Linked DNA regions of Mus musculus: region 1 is linked to region 2. Evidence: chromatin contacts called from public targeted proximity ligation data. All regions are on one chromosome and are shown on one strand. The core of a region is the stretch at or near the end of the contact, and the rest is flanking DNA. Distances in the headings are between cores, read along the strand shown.

What was found.
Region 1: a targeted proximity ligation map of forebrain shows a contact between it and region 2, with 4 times the contacts expected there. A contact is called at or near these places in 24 of 39 promoter capture datasets (the 3T3-L1 cell line, 3T3-L1-derived adipocytes, the C10 cell line and 15 more), 139 of 484 Hi-C or Micro-C datasets (the 3T3-L1 cell line, 3T3-L1-derived adipocytes, the AML12 cell line and 83 more), 45 of 130 datasets of targeted methods (the 230-238 cell line, the G1E-ER4 cell line, the NIH/3T3 cell line and 29 more) and 4 of 9 other capture datasets (adipose tissue, liver, macrophages and 1 more).

The regions. Positions count from the first base shown.
Region 1 is chr19:23,150,742-23,154,423 of GRCm38.p6, reverse strand. The region is part of intron 1 of Klf9 (Kruppel-like factor 9); the gene reads right to left. Among named protein-coding and RNA genes, the nearest start is that of Mir1192, 3.2 kb to the right of the region's middle.
Region 2 is chr19:22,903,555-22,907,325 of GRCm38.p6, reverse strand. Trpm3 (transient receptor potential cation channel, subfamily M, member 3) reads right to left here. Exons shown (of 26, transcript NM_001362491.1): 18 at 2,524-2,691. Among named protein-coding and RNA genes, the nearest start is that of Gm52388, 21 kb to the left of the region's middle.

The DNA.
Region 1 (3,682 bases), core at 679-3,178, 250 kb before region 2:
CTCCTCTGGATTCGCTAGCACCTCCAAGATCTTGGAGTGCACATGGCCCCTGACCTTCAACAGCTCTGCTTGTTCATCTTCTTGAAAGTGCAGAAGCAGCAGACTTCATTATAGATAGGAGAGGGTAGAGGGGGAGAGATTTCTAAGTGCAGGACTTAGAAGGGGAAGAGAAGGGGGTGTGCAATTGGGATGTAAAGTGAGTAACAAAAATAAATTATGGAAAGAGAATTAAATATATATATATATATATATATATATATATATATATATATATATATATATATATATATAATAAAACAAAAAAAGCAAAGGAAAAAAAAAGCCAGGTAGATTTAGGAGTCTAAAGCCAGCTTATAGAGTGAACTCCAGTCCAGTCAAGAAGGGCCATGTGATGAGACCCCCGTCTTAACACAAAACAAAAAACCCACCCGAAACAATGTGTTCAGTGGGAGCAGAGATGTGTAGTTTCTATGGAGAAATTAATGGGTACTCAAGGTGTCAATGACAAGAAAGGAAGTCGCTGTTTCTGACACAAACAACTCATTAGAAAGTGAAAAACCTTTCAGGATATACATCTGTCTTCTCACCACCTCCTTTTTAATGACCTAGAAAAAGGCCCTAACAAGAACAGACAAAAGGCACCCCTCCTCCTGAGCAATGCGTTGTGCCCTGCATAAGCGGGGCTGTCCAACTACTGCCATCCTTCCTAGAAAATGGGCCAGTCCAAGAACACAGCCTCAACCATAGTGCTTGACCTGGTGGGTCCCACAAAGACCTGCTTGAATCCCTGACTGTCCACTGCCACCTTCCCACCACCCGTAGTGGGTCTGCAGGGCAGAACAAACACTTCCATTCTCCAGTGTTCTCGAGGGCAAATCTAACATAACAGTTTGTGAACATCCCAGACAGAATTCCACCATCTCTACCTAAGTCGTTTCCCTGAACCCTGGACTCAAAAAATCAAGACGCGATACACCTCCGGTTCACCGGAAGTATCGCCACACCCAAAGATGTTCTAAAGGAATGAGGAGGATGCCAGGCAGCCTCCGAAAGAACAATCCTGCCCCCCCCCCCCCACGGCTACCCATCCGAGTACCACCTGTTCTATCTCCTGTAGCCTAGGTGGTTTCGCTATTTTTTTTTTTAAAAAAAGGTTTACTTTTGTATTTTATGTAAGTACACTGTAGCTGTCTTCCGACACACTAGAAGAGGGCATCCGATTCCATTACAGATGGTTGTGAGCCACCATGTGGTTGCTGGGAAGTGAACTCAGGACCTCTGGAAGAGCAGTCAGTGCTCCTAACCGCTGAGCTGTCTCTCCAGCCCGGTTTCACTATGTTTATGTTTGCCGTGTGGCTTTGATGCGAGATGCTGCTGCCGGGTCCCAGTGGGAAAGAAAGGAGCCTGTGCACCAGTGTAGACTCTTTAAAGGGAACGGGTCTGTCCCGGGGCATACTTCTCGCCCGCCATTTGGGATCTGTGGGGTAAACAGACACCACTGCTACTGTTTGCATGGACGCCCAAACTCCATAGATCTGTGAGAAACACACAGCCCTCCTGAAACTCCAAGGAAAGATGACAGACGAGATTCTTGAGCCTTCAGGTACTCAGCATAGTAGGAACTGAGTCTCCTGGCCTCGTCTCAGAAATTCTAAAACCAGTGCAGAAGCAAACTATGGACCTCAAACAGCTATACGTATTTTTTTTAACACAAGAAAGGGCTGCCTCTTGGTACACCTCACTAGAAGGCACTGTTTAAGTCAGTCTGAGAACGTGGAGCTGGAAGCACCTAGCATGGAGCTTTCTAACTGGCCAGGTATCAGGAGCAGCAGCTTAGCTTAAGGGGCAGATGATTCTCCCAAAGACACCGCACCAGGGCATGGCCAGTTTCAAACCCAGCCTGGATGCTTGCTTCAGTTGTATGCACACAAAGATAGGAGATAAGAGAAACTGGCCAAGGGCAGAGCTGAAGGAACCGTTCATGCCAGCGGGTGGGGGTGGGGTGGGGTTGCACTCAGTCTTCCTGGCCCTTCTTTGCATAGATATTGCCTGGGGGTGGGGGCAGGGTGCATTCATTGTTAAGCCGGTTAAGTGATAGCTCCCAACTTTCAGTTTCTAAGTAATGGGTTTTTGTCTTGTTTTGCTTGTTTTTTAATGTAGAATACCAAGCCTGGAGCTGTAAGTAGCACACACCTGAAATTCCAATTCTTGAAAAGGCTGAGGTAGGGGGATGGTGTCCAACGCCATCCTTGGTAGCCTAATAAATTTAAGTCTAGCTTGGGCTACAGGAAGCCCTGTCTCAGTAAACAAAAAGCTATGCACTTTAAGCTCACTCCCTCTGAATTTGCTAACACCTCCAAGACCTTGGAGTGCACACGGCGGCCCCTGACCTCTCTGCTTGGCCATCTTTGTGCAAGTGCAGAAGTAACAAGCCTCAGTACAGACTCTGTACTTGGATTGTTTCCTGAGCACAACGCATCATGGACGAAGCCCAGCGGTCCATAGAGGGCCAGGCTGCTGCGTTTTGAGGCTTACGTGGGTCTTTTCTACTCGCTACTGTTATTTTCAACCTTATGCTTGTGAGCCCTGAATGGGGCTGGCAGAACAGTGTCTGTGCAGATGTTAGAGGTCTCTAGGGAGCGCCAGAGCTCTGTATTTCCTCTTAAAGTCAGACCAGGAAGTGCTCAGAAAAGGCTGCTACCTCCCAGCCACGCCAGACCAAGTGCAACTTGTGGAAGCCCAGGTTAGGAAGGTCCTACTGGAACGGCACCTGAGGGGCTGGCTTGTTGTGGTCAAGTGGGACCCGGGTTGAGACGGGACTAGGTGCCACCAGAGGAAAGCAATGTCACAGTGCCCAGAATCTCACTCTTCAGCATACAGTGGGTGTGTGACAGCCAGTGGAGACCACCAGGCTGCAGGGATGACCCTTCATGATGCCAAAGCAGCCTGTGAGTTTTGCTATTCCAGATATCAACCAGGGAAAGAACGCGAGGAATCCCAAATTAGCATGGCTGTCTTGAGTTTTACCTCAGAAAGATAATACAATGTAATGTGTTAACAAGCTGTTTCTATAATTCCAGCACTTGCGAGGCTGAGGCAGAAGGATCACTGTGAGTTTGAGGCCAGTGTAGCTGTAGAATCGTATCTTTACAAACTCACTGATCCTAAGAACTCTTATACTGCCAAGATAGAGCTTTGCTCCAACGGGGGTGGGGGGGGGCGGTTAGTAACTATGCCCACTCTACCAGCTAGCTAGGTAGGTTGTGACAGATGAGGCAGACAGGCAATGCTATGCCATCATTTGTCTCCAGCTTCCCCCCTGGGGACTTCGCATTGCTGGTACCAGGGTATGGCTGTGGTGACAGAGTCTTACTCCACTGAACCACTCATTTCTGCAACAAAATGAGTCAGAGATTGGCCTGATTCAGTGTTCATCACCAGAAACTATGAAGGTTGGGTCTGAGCTCTCCAAACATGAGGCGCGCCCCCCCCCCCCCCGCCTCCTGCCCACCATGGGATCTGGACAAGTGACCCAAGCCGGCCTTGGATGCTCTCAGAATTCATCCCTCCTGCTTAGTCCTCCCGAAATGCTCAGGTTAGAGGCATGCACTCCACGCCCAACTTCATTCTGCTACTGTCTTTGAAACTGTAATGATACAACAACTACAACGGAATTACGGCA
Region 2 (3,771 bases), core at 941-3,440:
TGACTGGATAGTCTTAGGTATCATTTTGGAAGCAACCAAGGATGTCCTAGTCTTCATTTTGCTAGAAGCTCGAATATCAGACCTATGAAGGAAACAGGTTTGTCAACAGGGCCTTTATCCAATCCTGTCTAGGGTGAGATGTTCACCAGAGAAGCAAAAACAGATTTTGCCATCAGGGTGAAAAGAAGCTATCTTGCAAGGACAATGTTGACCCCACTGAAGGCCTGCAGCCCACAAGTCCCCACTTTATTCTTCTCTGTGAGGTTTCTACTTATCATCACCCCTCCTACTCATGTTCTCAGTGAACAGTGCTGGGATCTATCTATTCCTTGGCAAGCCCATGGTGCTTTGGGACTAGGGAGACATCTTTTATAGTGTCTTCCTAAAGGATCAAAGTCCCTAAAGCTCTTAGAGGACAAGGGAAGCTCCCTTCTCTATACCCAGCCTCAGAAAATACCATTCAGCTTCTGGGCTCTCGTCCCAGGATTCGTGCCTGTGAGGGAGCCACACCTCACTTGATCTGGGACACCTTGCGTCCCTTGGAGGCTCCCTACTCTGTGGTGAACCAAATCCACTGAGCAGAGCCATCTGATAATAGAAACAATTCTTTCCCTTGACAATTGGCAGAGGTTGTTAAGTATATAACAACAGCTAATGAAGCATGTATGTCTGGATTCTAATACCACCATTGCAACTAGCCAGCTGGGTAAATGTGAGCAATTTAATCTCCGAGTCCTTGCTTTCTAATCTGTGAGGTAGAAAAATGTTTACTTGACAGGCATGATGTGTTCCCATGAGTAGTAGGGGGTGGATAGAGTGTACAGCACTGTTTCAACACCATAAGCAAACATTTATTAATGTTTAGTTGTCAGTCTAAGTTTGCATCCATGTGCCTAAGTGGTTTCTCTATCATCTGTCTGTCTGTCTGTCTGTCTAGCTATCCACTCATCCACCCATTCACCCATTATCTTTCTCTTTCTTTCTTTCTTTCTTTCTTCCTTTCTTTCTATCTATCTATCTATCTATCTATCTATCTATCTATCTATCTATCTATCTATCTATCTATCTATCTATGTATCCACCTATGTCTGTTTGTCTCTCTGTATCCATTCATCCATCCGTCTATCCATCCATCCATCCATCCATCCACCCACCCACCCATCCATCCATCCATCCATTTTACATCATGATCATGGCCCAGGTAGTTTACTCTTTAAGCCATATAACCACCCAGGAGGCAGACAAACCTATACTCCCACTCTTGAAGAGATGAAATTGTGTTCAAGGTCACACAGCAAGTAGGTGAAGGGGCAGGATTCTGACTCTTTACCTATTTGCTGAAACAGCCAGCAAGAATTCAGTATCTATACTACCCATGATTAAAATACCATTTCTCATCTGAGGAGTTCAGAGATCAATATTATGACATGATTTTCAGGGAAGGCAGTCTCTGCTGCCATTATTTGCAGGGCAGGCCAGGGCATGTTTTTGTTTGTTTGTTTGTTTGTTTGTTTGTTTTTGTTTTTTGTTACATATGACTACATAGATTTTTACAGAGATCTGGGAGCTGAAACAAAAATTGGCTTTTCATCCAGTAAATGAAGGATCACATCTCTTACCAAATCCCTAGGAAGGAGTTTTCTGGAAAGAAATGCTGTGCATATGGAAGAGGAACATGTCTCATGGCTGTTCCAGGGAGAAGACTCATGCAAAGTCTTTTTGTCACCTGAACCAAACCAATTTTCATCTTCCCCTCTTACAGCTCCTTCTGGGTCATTACTCCTGTAGCCAGGGGCAGTGAGGGAGGTTGAGGTGCCTCAGACCTGTCCTTATACAGTTGCTGTTTGATGCAGCTCTCCCAAGCTACGAAGCCCTGTGTGTCCCTTTAATAGCGCAGGCTATTTTTAGCCTTTGGGCACAAGCCAGTGCCAGTCATGTCACTCTGGTGGGGGCTGTGGAAAGTGGTTTCATGCATAGCTGTCTTGTTCTCTCTGCAGAACAAAGCATCCGTGTTCTATAATTGTACTGGGAAGCTAATAAAAGCTTTCCGTACAAACCTCAAAATTCAATTAGCGCTGGTTTTGTGACTTCGACCCTGAAGACAGATATGGGCTTCGCTTCTGACCAGCAGAATGTTGCCAGCTCAGCCAAGCTGGCTGCTCACAGCGCCTGGCTTCCCTCTCATTCTTGTGTGTTAAGACTGCTAGTCATGGCATCATGTTTACAAACGGATGCTCGCCCGGAGAATTGAGGCTGTCTGGCTTTGCATCTCATTGCTCTGGTTTTTTTTTTTTTTTTTTTTTTTTTCCGGCACCATTGGCAGAAAGACTTTCCATACAGTTGGATCCTAGAGAAGTGCTGTTTGTGCACAAAAGGCGACTCATGATATTGTAGTCTCAACACTTATAAGGTTAGACCTGGCAGGGGGCTGGAGAACCCTTATCTGCTCTCAAGCATTACTAAACCCCAGCAATATCAAAAGTTTCCTCCCCAGGGAGGAAAACTGCATAAATGTTTCCTTACTGTTAGCTCCATGTCCTCTTCATCTTTTTCCTTTGTGGGCTTCTCTGGCTCCTCCGGCTCCTTCTCTTGGAGATGAATCTCCTGGGCCTGAGTCATATAGGGCATGTCATCTTTGTTCTTGAACTCCAAGCTGAGAATTGAAGGAGGAAGTAGAATTCCCAGAATTACCTAAAGTAATAATAATGATAATAATAATAATCACATTTAAAGGATTAAGATTAGGGTGTTTGCTTAGAATCAGAAAGCTGGGATGTGGCCTATGTGTGTGTGTTTGTGCACACACATGCACATGCACAGGGGTTGTATTTACGGTATAGGGATGTGGATATTTGGAAATTTAAACACATGATAAAAAGATATATATTTTTTGGCCCATCTATGATAAATCTTAACCTACTAATTCTTACTTTCCTGGGGAAAACTGAGTAAAGGGAGTTTATCCAAGGTAGAAAAACATAAGATTTCCGTTTAGTTATTAAACAGCACTTGGCTTTGTAAAAAATCACTTCATACACATGTACTGGCATTTATTTGTGAATGTATCAAGTAGAGTTGATATGTTAGCTGATGAGCTCCATAAAGAAACGCTTTCTAAATTGACCTTGAAGGCACATGCAGAGAGTCATTTTATCTACTGTACAACATTCTGCTGGCATTAGCTAATATACAGCAGAATCCCCCAACCCCCAGAGAGCTCAGTATTCATCAAGAGTAGTTGTTCTTCTTGCACAGAAGCCCCAGGAAGATCAGCACTGCATTGCTTTCATGTGTAAACACTGTATGTGAATCTCAGTGTCGGGACGCTCATTGTGAAGACCTTTCTCATGGCAGAACTCTCTCCTCCATTATCAAAGAACAGTGACTGCTTCATCTTCTCTCAATTCTAAAACGGTCCCAGTGCACAAGGCTCCCAAGGATGAGCCTCCTTGAAGACATGCACTGAGGGGAGGGGCTTAGATCCTGAAGGGTCAGTGAATATCATGGACAGCCAGGCCTTGAAATATTCATGGGGACTTAAAAAAAGGGGGGGTGGGGAGAAATGACTCTGAATTGTAGGTGTTTTGGGAAGCTCAAATGGCATGCTGGCAATCTTCATAGGGTATAATGCCCTGTCCTCAGAGCTGAGAAATGGCTCAGCTCTCCACCTGAGGCCAGATTAGGTCACTACCAGCAGTATGACTCTGGGACGTAGTACCTGACTCACTTCATAGAAACCTTCTTGTAACCTTGGACCAAGAGCCCACAAGA